Linked DNA regions of Oryctolagus cuniculus: region 1 is linked to region 2. Evidence: chromatin contacts called from public Micro-C data. All regions are on one chromosome and are shown on one strand. The core of a region is the stretch at or near the end of the contact, and the rest is flanking DNA. Distances in the headings are between cores, read along the strand shown. Region 1 holds the start of BMPR1A (bone morphogenetic protein receptor type 1A). Region 2 overlaps LDB3 (LIM domain binding 3).

The links. Hi-C and Micro-C count contacts between places; a contact is called where the count stands out from the background.
Region 1: a contact with region 2 is called in a Micro-C map of ear pinna, with 6 times the contacts expected there. The contact joins the promoter of BMPR1A here to the enhancer-like site in region 2. A contact is called at or near these places in 2 of 6 Hi-C or Micro-C datasets (ear pinna and psoas muscle).

The regions. Positions count from the first base shown.
Region 1 is chr15:78,096,266-78,099,100 of mOryCun1.1, forward strand. BMPR1A (bone morphogenetic protein receptor type 1A) reads left to right here and starts at 1,460. Exons shown (of 14, transcript XM_070057996.1): 1 at 1,460-1,692.
Region 2 is chr15:78,046,543-78,049,300 of mOryCun1.1, forward strand. All of the region lies in intron 8 of LDB3 (LIM domain binding 3), which reads left to right. Among named protein-coding and RNA genes, the nearest start is that of LDB3, 39 kb to the left of the region's middle. Within about 2 kb of position 1,384, at least 5 of the 8 cell types and tissues checked have an H3K27ac peak or open chromatin away from gene starts, as enhancers often do. A contact at or near this core is called in ear pinna, where this site is marked.

The DNA.
Region 1 (2,835 bases), core at 210-2,709, 50 kb after region 2:
AACACAAGCCAGGCAACAACAATTTGTACATTTAGAAACTTGATGTAGCAGAAGTCCCAACTTGGGATTTCTGACTATTTTACGGACTTATTGCTTTGTCTAAAAATTGAATGAGGCCATAAAAACCACGATGACACACCTGCCACGGTTTTCTCCGCCATGAGACACTACTAAGCACACACCCATGACACCTCTAGCCAATCGGTCTGAATCTCCTTGAGCAAAAAGTCCTCCCTTTAAAAATTAAAGCAGGCTGGCACGTAGGACACTTGAGAAAGCAAAGTGACAAATTTTAGCGGACGCCAAGAATCTCATGTATCCTCGTCTTCTTGCTTAGTAAGATCCTAACACATGACTCTCCAACCTGAGACAGCGAAAGAGCCAGGAAAGATTAGGGAAAGGAAAACCGAAATCAAATCACAATTACAGAAGGGGTCTGGGCATTCAAGGGCAAAGAGGGTACAAAGAGGAAAGCAACAAAGGCACACTCTCAACAGGAACACAGCACGCGGGAATACAGGGAACACACCGGCATCCGAACATCTCTATGAGTATGTGTGCAAACATGAGTATCAGGGCCTGGCACACTCTTCCCTCTACCTTTCCTCCTTCTTTTTTACCCAGTTTTAAGAGATTTTAAAACAAGGGATTTTTTTAAAGTGTCTTTTTAAAAGATACCCGACATATTCATGGAAACACTTACCGAGGAGGTTTAAGGTCAAATTTTGCTACAAAGGGACTACCCATTGCCTTTCTCCACACGCAGGAAAGAGGGGGTACATGGGAGGCACGGGCAGTGGACACCATCTGCATTTTCCAAACGCAGGGCACGGCACGCGGGCGGATGCGTGCAGTATTTATAGCCCGCTGGCATAGGCTCTGATGGGCCCCGCCGCTCCTTAGCTTACGCCTCTGGACTTCACCGGAGCCCGGAGCGCCGAGACCCCAGCTGCCAGGCCGCTGTCCCTTGGTTCGGGAGGCGGCCAAGGGCCCCCTAGAGCCACCTGGGCACGCAGCGTGACCGCCTTTCCCTCTACCGTGGGCACGGAGCCTTAGCCTCCAAGTCCGCGGCCCGGCGCTCACACGGACCGGGGGGCCAAGCGCAGCACCGCGCCCACCCGGGGAGGGGGGTGTTCTGCGCCGCGGCGTCGTCTCTAGCGGCCCCGCCACGGCGGCGGCGGCGGGGCTGGAGCGCGGGGAGCGGCCGGCGGCGCGCGCGGAGGAGAGGCCCCCTCCTCACAGCAGCCCGGCGCCCCCTTGCCGGCGGCGGCCGCTCTTCCCCGGCAGCGGGGCGCCGGGCTTCGCGGGACCTTCGGGCACTTCCGCCGCGCGCTCGGCTCCTTTCGTGTCCGGGGCGGGGCCGGCGCCGGGCGCGGGTGCGCGCGCGCGCCGCGCCGTCTCGCCGAGCCGCCCCTCCCCCAGTCCTCGCACCCCCGCCCCTCCCCCGCGAGCGAGTGTCGGCGGCAGCGGCGGCGGCGGCGGCGGCGCGGCTGCCGAGATTGGAATCCGCCCGCCGGGCTCGGCGAAGGAGGCGGGAGGAGGGAGGGCGGCCTGGAAGGCTCGGATCACACGGCCGCGCGAGGGGGCGACCGGGCCGGGGCCGCTGCACGCCGAGGGCGAGGCCGAGCCGGGCCCCCGCCGCGCCCACCCGCTCCGCGCCGAGGGCCGGAGGATGAGTTCCCCGGGGTCCGGGTGAGTTGGCTCGCGGGGAAGTGCGTGCGCGCGCCGGGGGAGGCCGCTGGCTGCGGGGAGGCCGGCGCGGGGTTCGCGCGTCGTCTCTGAGGGAGCCGGGCGCGCAGAGGCCCCGGGCGAGGGGGCGGCCGGGCCCGGCTCCCTCACGGGGTGGGGGGCCCAGCCTCGGTCGGGGAGGCCGTGGTGGTGCGCCCTGGGCCCGGGCCCGCCCGCCGGAGACCCCCCGGCGCCGCCTCCCGCCGCCCGGCCCCTCTTTTGTTCCCCCTTTCACCCCCAAGTCGCAGGCCGATCGGGGAGGCGGTGCGGGCGCAGGCGGCTCGGGCGACGCTCGTGGGATCCTTAAATGGCAAAGGCGCTCTCACCTCGCCGGCCCGGGGGCCGCGCGGTGGGCAGGGGTTGGCGCGCCGGTGCGGGCTTCGGGCCGGCCTGTGCGTGTGCGGTTCACCTGCCGCTGCGCGGCCTGCGCGGCCCGGGCCCCCGGCGCCGTCCTGGCGGGGAACTTTCTGCCCGGTGGCGGGCAGCCCTGTTCTCTTGCTCCTGACTCCCAGTGGGAAAGTCTGGCAAGAAAAAAGAAACAAAAAACAAGAAACGAGCGTGCGCCAGGGCTGTGTGTGTGTGTGTGTGTGTGAGGGTCCGGCGACCTGCGGCCGCGGAGTGCGCTCGGGGTCGGTCGCGGTGAGGTGGGCTTTCTGTTTTCCGCGGTGAGCACTCTGTGCCCAGGACTCAGCACGCACTTGGCACCTGTGCTACGTCATGCAGTCCTCACGATCACCCTGGCTGTCGTAGTCCCCCTTGGAGCACTCGGCCTGAAGTCAGCCGGGACCTGAACCCGGGAACCCGGGCTGTCTGGCGGAGCTTTAACGTAAAACGACAACAACAACAAAAACACACACAACTCAACGCCAACTTTCCGCGGACGCTGTTTTAGGTGTAGGAGCGTGGTTGGAACGGTCGCTGTCGCGTTGGCTGGCGGTGGACGCTGCTCCCTGATTGTGTGCACTTTGGGAGGAGTTAAACTTCGAGTTAGCAGAGTGGGACTTCACGTCTATCGTTGTTGAAAGAGTGTGGACCGGGAGCATTTAGATTTTTTGCGAAGTGTGGAGCTTAAAAAAAAAAAAAACGGATGGTTCTGTGACCCAGGAG
Region 2 (2,758 bases), core at 134-2,633:
ATTTTCCACTTAGCTGTGAGACAGGTATTTCATTCCCTTCCAAAGGGTCCTGCATCTAATTTCTAACTAACTGCTCCAGTCTATCCCTGAGCAGTTTTAGGTTTAGCCCGACTGAGGACACACATTTCCCGAATGTTCCCCGCCCTAACCACCCGCGTGGCCTCTCCACCAGACCTACACGAGGTAAAGGCCATGCTATCGGAGGTCAGCCAGGGCAGGGGGAGAGGGAGGGCCTCTGCTTGTCTCTCTGAGCCTGAGAGCTGGCCCAGCAGCCGTGGGCTGGACTGAGGAGCACTCCTGCCGAGGCGCAGGGGGAGGCCGCGGGAGCGCGTCCCAGTGGCTGGAGCAGGGGACACACCAGGGACACCCGCCTGGGGGTTCACACCTGCTTTCTGCGAATGCGCAGTCTCCAAGCACCGTGCCTGGCCCACAGGAGGTACCCTCCTGTCCCTTCAAGGGCAAGGACAGGGAGGCTGCACCTCCGCGGCAGGGGGTGGCATTGTGGACTGGGGGCTGCAAGGGCAAAACCTCCACGGGTGCCAGCGGGCGCCAAGGGCAGACCGCGCGCACGGCAGGGAGGGTGGAAAGCGGTGTGGATTCGTCGCCTCGGAAGCCATTCATTTCCGTTGGGCCTGGCCCGGGGTAGGCCCTTCCGGGGCGCGTCCGCCCGTGCCGCCGGGCTGTGCTCGGCAGGCCCGCCAGGGGGCGGCACTGCTCCGGGGTGCGCGGCCGGGCCCGCCCTGCGCCTTTGGCCTCCTCCTCCCCAGGCGGGCGAGACGTGCCGGAGCCGCGGGCCTCCGCGCCGTTCCCAGGCCGCGCAGACGTTAACTCATTCCTGCCTGCAGGGAAGGGGGCGGCCTGCCTCCACCTCCCTCGCCCGGGGAGGCCCGAGCGCCGGCTCTGCGCCCGGCGCCTTCCCCTCCGCCGCCCTTGGAGGCCACACGGTCCCCTCAGCGCGGCCCGGAGCGCCCGGCCGCCGCTCCCCGCGGGGCCTCCTCCGGGCTGAGGGTGGCGTGCGCGGCACGGGTCTTATCGCTGGCGCCGGGCCGGGGCGGCCGCTCCCCGCGACACCTGGGGCCCGGGAGGGATGGGCGGGCGGCGGCGGCGCGGGGGCCGGGCCAGCCTCGCCGCGGGTGGCGGGGCCTCTGCGCGCGGGGCGGCCACGTCGGCCCGCGGGCCGGGCCCGGGAGTGAGTCAGAAATCACCTTGTTTAATTACACATTGCCGAGCCCGCCGAGTGCGATAGGGGCCTTTTGAACTTGCTAATTAGAGATGAAATATCGCCTTCTAATTTGGACGGGCTTCATTCCGTCACGCAGAAATAGCAACAGCCCCGGGGCTCCGCGAGAGGGGCTCGCACGACCCATGCTGGGGGCCTAGGGGGCCGGGCCTCACAAGGTGGGGAAGGCCCAGCTCGGGTGGGTACAGCGCCGGGCCAGGAAGCAGCCAATCCGGGATTCCGGCCTGTCCCTGGCAGACCTTGGTGTTAGGACAGGGGAGTGGACCTGGGAGGCGAGGTGGGCAGGGCCAGCAATTTGCAAGGGGCCACCTCAAGTCTGTCCTGCTGGCCCGGGGAGTGGTTAGGCAGAGACTTGGACGGGCGCCGCTGCCTGGACTCCCGTTCCAGCTACAGATCCCTGTGGACGGCTCTGAGGCGGTCACTTCGCCTCTGCTGGCCCTAGCTCCACATCTGTGAAATGCGCTTGCAAATAGTAGGTGTGGTGAAGCCCACAGAGGGGCTGAAGTGTGTGGGCTGTCGCTGCTCAGTAGCCACCGTGTTGATTAGAAAGAAATGGTCCAGAGGCCATATTTTTAAAATTCTTTATTTTTTAAAAAAGATTATTTATTTGAAAGGCAGAGTGACAGAGACACAGAGAGTCAGATCTGTTTCACTCCTCAAATGGCAGCAACGGCTGAAGCCGGGCCCATCCAGAGCCAGGAGCTTCTTCTGGGTCTCCCAACTGGGTGCAAGGCCCCAAGCACTTGGGCCATCCTCTGCTGCTTTTCCAGGCCGTTGGCAGGGAGCGGGACTGGAAGTGGAGCAGCCTGGACTCGAACCTGCGTGCATATGAGATACCGGTGCCTTTATCCGCTTCGCCACGGCGCCAGCCCTGCCATATTTATTTTATTTTATTTATTTATTTTTGACAGGCAGAGTGGACAGTGAGAGAGAGAGACAGAGAGAGAGAAAGGTCTTCCTTTGCCGTTGGTTCACCCTCCAATGGCCACCGCGGCCGGCGCGCTGCAGCCAGCGCACCGCGCTGATCCGATGGCAGGAGCCAGGTACTTATCCTGGTCTCCCATGGGGTGCAGGGCCCAAGTACTTGGGCCATCCTCCACTGCACTCCCTGGCCACAGCAGAGAGCTGGCCTGGAAGAGGGGCAACTGGGACAGAATCCGGTGCCCCGACCGGGACTAGAACCCGGTGTGCCAGCGCCACAGGCGGAGGATTAGCCAAGTGAGCTGCGGCGCCGGCCGCCCTGCCATATTTCTTAAAAGCAAAAGAAAGCTCAGACCATGAACTTTTCATGTGTTTTTATTTAACCCAATATATTCAAAATATCACTTCCACGTCTGATCAGTGTAAAATCATTACTAATGAGATGTTTTATATTCCTGTCTGGTGCTGAGTCTTCACTGTGCGGTATGCATTTCACACTTCATAGCACTAACCGCATTTCAAGAGCTCAGCAGCCACAAAGGGCTGTGGATTAGACAGCGCAGGATTAGGGTGTTTGTTCTTAATCCTTTTTTTGCG